Regions from separate parts of the Macaca mulatta genome. Here region 1 is linked to region 2. The links are chromatin contacts, called in public Hi-C maps. All regions are on one chromosome and are shown on one strand. Each heading gives the region's core, a stretch centred on a gene start, on an enhancer-like site or on the middle of the called end of the contact. The rest is flanking DNA. Distances are from core to core; before and after follow the strand shown. Region 1 holds the start of ZFTA (zinc finger translocation associated). Region 2 holds the start of SPINDOC (spindlin interactor and repressor of chromatin binding).

Region 1 (4,292 bases), core at 1,469-3,968, 50 kb before region 2:
CGTGCCGGGCAGGGTTGAAGTCCATCAGGTACTCCAGCCGCCAGTGGTCGTGGTAGTAGCGCCGGTGGTCACGGCCAGGGATGCGGCTTTTTCCAGGCCTTGAAGCCCGGGCCTCACAGTGGTCTGAGTATTTCCTGCCTGAAGATGTTGGTCCCCTGGCCCTGGAGGAGGGCAGGGGGGCACTCCCCCAGGACCCCAAGGCACCCCCTTCCAGCTGAAGATCTTGCCCTGAAGGGGAAAGGGAGAGAGTTTTTCAATCTCTGATTTCCAGGGAAAGAAGCGAGGACTTCAATGGTGAGCCCTGAGAGAGGGAGCTGGGGGAGGGGGTGTTCCGGGGCAGGAAAGGGATGGCAACAGCAATAAAAGGGATGTAGGAGAAGCGGGGAGCCAAAACATTAGCCCTTTACAAAGGGCAAGGACCCTTTAAGAGGAGATCAAGAACAAAAGGACGCAGGGCACTACGGAACTAGCTCTGACTTTTTAAAAAATAAGGTGAGGGCCAAGGAGCCAGCCAGCTCTGTAAGGTGCCCTTTCTGGACAAGAGCTGTAGGGAGAAAGCCGGGAGAGCAGCAGGCCAGGGCGGTTCCAGCCAGAGCAGAGCAGGCAGTGGGGCCAGACAAACAAAGGGGGCATCTGTCTGCAGCCAGGGCTGCATACGGGACCCACCCGCCTGGGGCCCCCGCCAGGAGGGCCCCACCCACAAGTCTTCTCCCTTTTGCCAGTAATGCTTCAAATACAGCCTCCTGAGAGTCCCATTTTGGGGATGGGCTAGGCCTTGTCAGTTCCCCAAATCTAGGCCCCCAGATGGGAGGGATCCCTAAGACAAAGCTGCCAACATCTCCAGGGAAAGGAGTTTCTGAGACCAAAACTTCTCCAGATTCTGGAGGAGCCAATGACCCTGAAAAGGGATAGGAGGAGGGCCACCAGTGGCAACTAATGACACTGCGGCAGGGAGTGGCCACCATCCACTGAAGCCCATTAAGTCTTTCTGGGGCTTTATTTGCTGCTCTGGCAGGGAGCTGGCCACTGCCCAGCAGTCAGAAGGGCGGGCACTGGAGAGGCCCCACTAACCCAATGGCGTTCCCTGTGTCAGACACCCACCCAGAGCAGTCCCCTACCCTCCCTACAGTTCCCACCCCTCTTGATTTAGAAAAATGGTCTCCTGGGCACACAAGCAGGTTCTGGTCATTCTCCCAGTGGAGAATCACAGGGTTGGGAAAACAAAAGACAGGATCAGAAAGGGCTCCTGTCACCCTTGTGGAAGTTTTTTTTATTTTAGTTTTTATTTAAGTAGATCCATAGAATCTACTGGCTTTGGAGTCATAGGCTTGGGTTCAAGTCCTGGCTTCACTGGTAACTTGCTCTGTGACCTTTGATAGGTCATGTCCACCCTCTGGGCCTGGGCTTCTTTGTCTGCAAAGACACTGGCTAGCTGGCTGGTCTCTAAGCATCCTTCTTCCAGCGCTGGATCCAGGCTAGCCTAAGGTGGATTGGCCCTTTAAGAGCCGAAAAAGGGGGAGGAGCCGAGGTTCTTTAAAAACAAAAGGGGATGGGGCGTTTCTGGGAGGGGAGAGACCGGGAGCGGAGCCTGGAGATTCGGGCTGAGTCTCCCTGGCCTGAAGGAAACCTTCAAGGGTCTTAAGGCGTGACCCTGCAGCCGGGAAATGAGTAAACAGTCTCCTTTGAGAGCGAACGAGGAAAACTGGCTGGTTCCGCTAGAGCTGACAAATTAGGGCAAAAAAAATTCTGAAAAGAAGGGAAGGGAGAATGCACGGGCTAGAGGGGTGTCTGTCTGCCTTTGTGGGCGAACCCATCGCTTTAAAAACTGCCCGCGGTGGGAAAAGATGGTGTGAGCCCCCTGGGCGCAAGCGATGCACTTTCCTAGGGAGAACGTGGGAGAAAAGAAAAAGGGTGCATGTCTCTCACAAGGCCACGAGACGAGAGGAGCAGCCCGATTTACAACAGCAGAGTTCGGAGCTGAGCTCAGCTCCGCTGGGGAAAAGCCCCCGAAGGGGACCCAGGGTCTGGATGGACTTTTAAGAGACAGCCCGATTAGAGAGACAACCTGGGAGTCTGAAAGAGAAAGGGGCGGGGGCCGCAAGTCCACAAGCCTCGCTCCGTGGCGCCCTGCCCAGTGGGGCCCCTCGGGCCTGGCCCCCAAGGCGGGGCGCTGCGGTCGGCCGCGGGGCCCTTTAAGGGGGAGGCGAGCCGCCCAAGCCCCGCGGGCCGACCCCGGTAGCTGGGCGGGGGACTCCCCCGCCAGCCCTGCAGCCGCGCTCCGCGCCCACCAGGTGGCGCCCCCGGCCGCCCTGCCCGCGTCCCCCGCTTTGTTCGGCGGCGGAGAGGGGCCCCGAGCCGCAGCCCTCCCCTCCCCCACGCCGGGGCCCCCGCCCGGGCCGCCGGCCCCAGCTCTTACCGCCTTCGTCTTCTTCCGGCTCCGCGCTGCCGCTCGATCCGGCGGGCGGCAGCCGTCGGCCCCGTGCCGAGGCCACTGCTGGCCCGGGGCCGCCCCTGCCGCCGCTGCTCCGGCTCCGGTGGTCCCCACCGGGCTCCATGCGCTGCGCTGCGGAGCGGGGCCCCGGGGCGGCGGGGCGCGGGGCCGCGGGGCTGGCGGCAGCCCGCGCGGAGCGCTTGCTGCGCGGGGCCCCGGGGCGCGGGGCGCATGCACGGGGCGGCCGGCCGCACGGACGGCAGGCTGCTCGCTCGGCGGCGCGGGCTGGACCGGGGTGGGGATTCCTGTCTGGGGCCCCTGGGGCTCCTTTAAGGGCTCCTGGGTAAATTTAAAGGGGCCGCGCGCTATTTCCTCCTGCCAGCTCGCGGGGGGCTGGGGGGAAAGGCGGGAGGCGACGAGCCCAGCCGAGGCTCAGCAGCCTGCGCCGGGTCCGGACGCTAGGGGCACGGACCTCGCCGCCCCCGCGGGCCCGCACCGCCGCCTCCGGGGCTCCGGTCCCGGCTCCCGAAGGGTCACCGAGGTGGCGAGGGGTGCCCGCGTCCCCTGCGACGCGCTTCCACCCGGGCTCGGCTCGCGGCCACCGCCCCCTCGGGGTATCTCAGCGCCGGGAGCGCCCGCTGGGGAGGCCGGGGTCCCTGCCCGGGGCTGCCTCCCGCCGCGCAAGCGGGTCGCGAGCTCGGTGCGGGCCCCGGAGCGGCCGCTACTGGCAGGGGCCCCAGATGGCTGCGGCCCCGCCGAGAGGGTGGAGCCGTGGGGGCGGCCGCGCCCCCTCCCGCGGGAGCCGCCCGGGAGCGCTGAGAGCTCGAGCTTCTCATGGGAGGGGCGGACAGGCGAGGCTCCCCCGAGCCAGCCAGGGGTGGGGGCGGCCGCCGCAGTGACTCGGGCTGGGGAGAGGGGCGCACAGCATACCCGCGGAGAGCCGGCTGCGCCGGGTCCCGACCCTGCGGGGCGGAGGTGGCCCCAGGTTAGAAGCCGGGAGGAGAGGGCGTGCGCGGCGGTGACTCAGGATCCTGCCCCCGCAGGCCTGGGGGTGCCTGACGAGCCCCTGACGCAGCCCCAGACCCCTGTCCCGGCCCTAGGAAGCGAAGAATGCTGGCCCCGGGCGGGGTGTCGGACATCTGGGGAGGCGCGTTACCACGGCTGAGAAGCGCTGGGCGGACCCTGGCTGCAGGTCCCGCGGCGCCCCCGGGCTCCCAGCTCCCGAGAAGCGGAGCGCAGGGACTGTGAGAGGCAGCCGGAGCGCAGCAGCCTGGGGTCCTCCTGCGAGGACCGGCGGGAGGAGCAGGTGCTCGCTTTGCCTGAGGTTGGGCGCCCACAACAAAGGCGATTCCTGGACATCCAAATTACAGGGTGCGGGAGGCCTGCAGGGTCTTCTTGTCTGGAGGCGGGTTTTGTTCCCTGCACTGGGGAGGTACCCAGCGGTCGCCGATGGCAGTTCGTCCGCTCCTCACCGCCTACTGTGTGCCCTCATGCTTTCAGACGCTGGACACACAGCAGTGGAGAAGATGGGCAAGACTGATACTGCCTATGACTTTCCTTTTCAGAGGCACCCACAGCCTCTGAAAAGGAAACCGCTCCAGCCTTTCAGGAGCCATGGCAATTAAATTACTTGGAACACAGGAAACCTGTCCCCAATGTGTTTCTAAGGAGGGGACAAAAACTAAGATTTCTTAAGTGCCTCTGGGCTCTGTCGCCGCGGAAATGTCCCATCTCTTCCCCAGCCCCCATGTTGACGTGCTTGAGATTCCACCTTGGGTAAACTGAGTCTCCGTTTCACAACTCTGCTCTCTTCGCGGCAGGCCCTGCGCTCAGGCAGGCGGGGGCGGAGGGGGTTGCACTG
Region 2 (4,545 bases), core at 42-2,541:
TAGAGGATGACTATTCAGTAGAAATAAACAGGCTTGGTAAAACCTCTATTGTAAAACCTTTAAAATACCGGATACACTTGCACACAACAAAATAATTCCCTTAAAAATAGACAGCAAGGCCGGCCGCGGTGGCTCAGGCCTGTAATCCCACTTTGACCGAGGCGGGCGGATCAGGAGGTCAAGAGATCGAGACCATCCTGGTCAACATGGTGAAACCCCGTCTCTACTAAAAATACAAAAATTAGCCGGGCGTGGTTGCACGTACCTGCAGTCCCAGCTACCCGGGAGGCAGAGGCAGGAGAATCGCTTGAATCCGGGAGGCGGAGGTTGTGGTGAGCCAAGATGGCGCCACTGCACTCCAACCTGGTGACAGAGGGAGATTCTGTCTCAAAATAATAATAATAAAAAAAATTGACTGCAATCCATATAGACTAGTTCACACCTCTTCTCATACCCCCATCCTACTACGCGATTCTGAATACTACTGTGTCTGGTTTGATATAACGACATTTGAAGATGTTTTTTCAGTGTCAGACATTTTGCATTTTCTGAGCTGAAATCTCATGAGGGTTGCTATAGAAGAGGGAGATGCACATTCCATGTCACAGAAGTAAAAGCTCACCCAGAGTGTGGTTATAGGGAAGCAATGTCATGGCAACTGGACTCTGGTCTTGGGGCTCTCAAGGGATTGCTGTATGTCCTTGGAGAGGGTCACAAAATCTCTGGACTCACGTGTAAAAAATGGAAATCATACCCATCTGGGTGGTTTATGTCCGCTCACAGTCCACTCCGCTCCTCTTCTTTGCCTTCCCAGAAAGGTCCGAAATGCTTTTTGAAAGAAACGATGAGCCGGTCTAATAAAACAGATAATGTGCCCATGGCCACAGAGCCGGCACATGAGAAGGAATTCGTCTCTACGCTTCCATACCAAGGCCCTTTCCACTCCCCCACCGCTTCTCTTCCTGCCCGGGGCATCTGCTGGCGGAGGAAGGCTTGTCCACGGAAAGGCAAAAGCGACTCCGGATCAAAATCCGGGGGCACCTGGTAGCGCTCTCCACGCCAGCAGAAACGCCCAACTGACTTCTGAACGGAGGGAAACCCCCGGGCTTGGCCAGTCGACTAAGACGTCCGCGGTGCGGGTTTTGGGGGCCCCTCTGCCTCCGCGCACTGGGCGGCCCCGGGTCCGCTCGGCCCTTCCCGCCGCCTCCTGGGTCGAGGGATTCCAACGGGGCCGCGTGCCCGGGGCGGGGCCACGCGCGATTGGTCGCGCGGGATCGGGGGCGGGTCCGCGGCTGGCCGGCCGGGCGGGCGCCGACAATGAGCCTCCATAAAAGGGAGCGGCGGGGGGCAGGGGCCCCGGATTGAGCCCTCCCCGCCCGGGCTCCCGACGCGCCGAGGTCTCGGGGAGGCCCGGACGCGCCGGTCGCAGCGCCGGCCGGCGAGCGGCAGGCGGGCAGGTGGCGGGGAGGGGGCTGCGCGGAGCGGGCAGCGGGCCCGGCGTTGTTCCGGCCAGGAGGCGGGAGGCGGTTGCCGGCTACGCGGCGAAGCCTGCGCGCCAGTTCTCCGGCCACCGCTATCGCCCACGGCCGCACCATGGCCCTAAAGGCCGAGGGCGCCGCACTCGACTGCTTCGAGGTGACGCTCAAATGCGAGGAAGGGGAGGACGAGGAGGAGGCCATGGTGGTGGCCGTAATTCCGCGGCCCGAGCCGATGCTCAGAGGTGAGGATGGAGGGGATCCCACTTCCGCGTCACGGTGCGGGGCCGGGGCCGTCCCTCCCCAGTCGGGTCCGCGACCCGGGCACCTTCTCATCCCCTTCATCCTGGGGCCCAGGCTTCCCTCTCGGATCTGGGTCCAGGACGCGCTCTTGCACCTCCCCCACCATGGTTTGGAAGCTCAGGCCTCCCCGATTTTCCCCTCCCTCCCCCTTTCCCCCGCCCAGGGTCTGGAGACTTCGATCCACGCCCCGCACGCTCCGGATCTTCCGGTGCCCAGGCGCCCCCTCTCCCGGGCCCAGCACCGGAGGCCGGATCCCCAGAGGCGCTGGGTGGTTGAGGCCGCCGTCTCACGCAAGCACAACGGCCGGGCTGTGTTCTAGGCCGAGGGGCGGCGAAGCCTATAGGCCCGAGGCTACAGGCGGGCGCCGCTGCCGACCTCCAGGAGAATTTTAAGGACTCCCCGAGCATGACTTTCCTGCCCACCACCCCGCTTCATCCCCATTCCCGGGCCTTCCACTTGCAGGAGCCACAGGTGTCAGGTTCTGGAGAGAAGGGATGAATGGGACTGCATACAACAGCTAGTTTGGAAAAGCAGTGCAGTGCTAGAATGAGATTAGCTTTGGGAGGGGATGGGAAGAACAGTCTGAGAACACTCGCTCTCCCCTCCCCCTTCGCCGATTTCTAGTCCTCAGGAACTTGCAAACCATAAGAAAACAAAGAGCCATCTTTGTGGGAGACTTAATATGCATGAAAATGCAAATATCTTTCCATTCTCCCACCCGCCTTTTCTTTGGGGGGACAGTACCCAGAAGAGGTTGAGAGCAGCAAGGCCATTCATTGAACCTCAGCCGAACAGAATGATGTCTGTCTGCACTGCCTCTCATCCTTTTTGGAACTGGAAGGGTTATAAAATTCATGAGGGAAATAAAGGTCACCTCCCTTCTCGGAGCATGTAGTCCAAAAGACAGGTTGTTTTCCTACTTCTGCTAATATTTGCTGAGTGTTCACTGGGCATTGTCAGAGGCTGTCTCAGTTAATCCTCTCAACCCTGCAAGGGTGGCCTTACCCCCACTGTTAGGGTGGGAATAGACAGGTGAATTCATTCAACCAATATTCACTGGACGTCTACTTTAGGCTGTTTAGGCTAGTGTTTTTAGGCTGGGAAGTAGTAGCAGTAAACAGAGCAGCTGAAACCTTACTCTTGAAGAACATATATATACCAATGGCTAAAGACAGAGAAATAGGTTCATGTATAGTATGTTGGGTGGCAATAAATGGTTCAGAGATCACTGAAGCAGGACAAGGAGAAAGGGGGAATGGGTGTTTAATTGGATATATCGAGTGGTTCAGAAAGTGTTCTCTAATAAGGTGAATTTTGAGCACAGACCCAAAGGAAGTGAGGATGCCAACCTTGCAGGTATCTGCAGGAAGAGCATTTCAGGCCGAATAGCAAGTGCAAAGGTCCGGCAGCACAAGCTGCTGGAAAGATTTCAGTGGAGAGTGGAAGAAAGATTGAATTCAAGGTTTTTGGCCTGAGCAACTGGAGGAACAGCCTTCCCATTTTCTGAGATGGGGAAGGCTGCGGTGCTCATGGGAAACTGGGAATGAAAGTTTGAATATAATTAAGTTTGAGATGCCTATTTATGACATATTCAAGTGGAGAGGTCAACTAAGCAGTCAGATACATGAGCCTAGATTTCCTGGGAGTATCTGGCTAGTGGCGTAAACGGAAATTGCCAGCAGGCAGACAGTGGGATGAGAGGGAAGTAGAGAAGTGTGTAAGAACTGAGTCCTGGGAAACTCCAGTGATGGCAGGTTGGAAACCGAGTCAGTCCCTCATCACACATTACTAAATGTCACTGCATGCCGGGAGATACAGATACAGATGCCAGAGATACGGATGTAAAACATCAGAAATCTGTGTGGTCATGGATTCTCTTTTTTTTTTTTTTTTTTTTTTTTTGAGATGGAGTTTCTCTCTTTTTGCTCAAGCTGGAGTGCAATGGCACAATCTCGGCTCACCACAACCTCTACCTCCCGGGTTCAAGTGATTCTCCTGCGTCAGCCTCCCGAGTAACTGGGATTACAGTCATGCGCTACCACACCCAGCTAATTTTGTATTTTTAGTAGAGATGGGGTTTCTCCCTGTGGCTCAGGCTGGTCTCGAACTTGCAACCTCAGGTGATCCGCCTGCCTCGGCCTCCCAAAGTGCTGGGATTCAGGTGTGAGCCACCGCGCCTGGCCATGGTCATGGATTCTATGGTGTGGTGAGGAGACAAGCAGTGAACATCCCAAAAACAAGTATGAGGTGGTGATGTGTGCTGTGTTGGAGATGATCCATAAGGGGAATGGGGTGCTCTGGTGAGGGGAGATGGTTCTTCAGCAACAACACAGAGGAAGAGAGGGAATATTGAGAAGAGATGAGGAAGAACCAGCACCCGTAACTGAGAAAGAGTGCCAGGGAAGCAAAAGAAGAACCAACAGAAGGTCATGCCCTAGACGCAAGTGATGAAAATCAAGATGGAAGAAGTGATGGGTAGAGGACGAAGTTGAGAAACTGAGCACAGAGTTTAGCGCTGCTGACTTGGGTGAGAGCTGTTTTGGAGGACTGGTAGGGAAGAAAGCCGATTGCACCTGAGAGGTCAGGTTTTCTGCCCATGGTCGCATGAGAGATAGGTAGAAGGCGTATCTCGTATCTCTTTCAGACACCACCTCTTGTATCCATGCAGGCCGAGGCTCCTATTTCTAATACCACCTCTTCCATGCAGCCCCCAGGTATTAGGGCCTCCTGTGTTTTAATTTTGTCCCATCCTCTCTGGAGGGTAGGA

The links. Hi-C and Micro-C count contacts between places; a contact is called where the count stands out from the background.
Region 1: a Hi-C map of liver shows a contact between it and region 2, with 2.8 times the contacts expected there. The contact joins the promoter of ZFTA here to the promoter of SPINDOC in region 2. A contact is called at or near these places in 3 of 14 Hi-C or Micro-C datasets (cortical neurons, fetal cortex germinal zone and liver).

The regions. Positions count from the first base shown.
Region 1 is chr14:10,653,868-10,658,159 of T2T-MMU8v2.0, reverse strand. It overlaps ZFTA (zinc finger translocation associated), which reads right to left and starts at 2,718. Exons shown (of 5, transcript XM_028833319.2): 1 at 2,417-2,718; 2 at 1-228. The coding sequence starts at 2,555. All of the region lies in intron 4 of RTN3 (reticulon 3), which reads left to right. LOC144334171 (a long non-coding RNA gene) reads right to left here. Exons shown (of 4, transcript XR_013403675.1): 4 at 4,204-4,292. It also overlaps a transcript of SPINDOC not described here.
Region 2 is chr14:10,602,646-10,607,190 of T2T-MMU8v2.0, reverse strand. SPINDOC (spindlin interactor and repressor of chromatin binding) reads left to right here and starts at 1,291. Exons shown (of 6, transcript NM_001194689.3): 1 at 1,291-1,720. The coding sequence starts at 1,594. LOC144334171 (a long non-coding RNA gene) reads right to left here and starts at 1,199. Exons shown (of 4, transcript XR_013403675.1): 1 at 755-1,199; 2 at 266-363.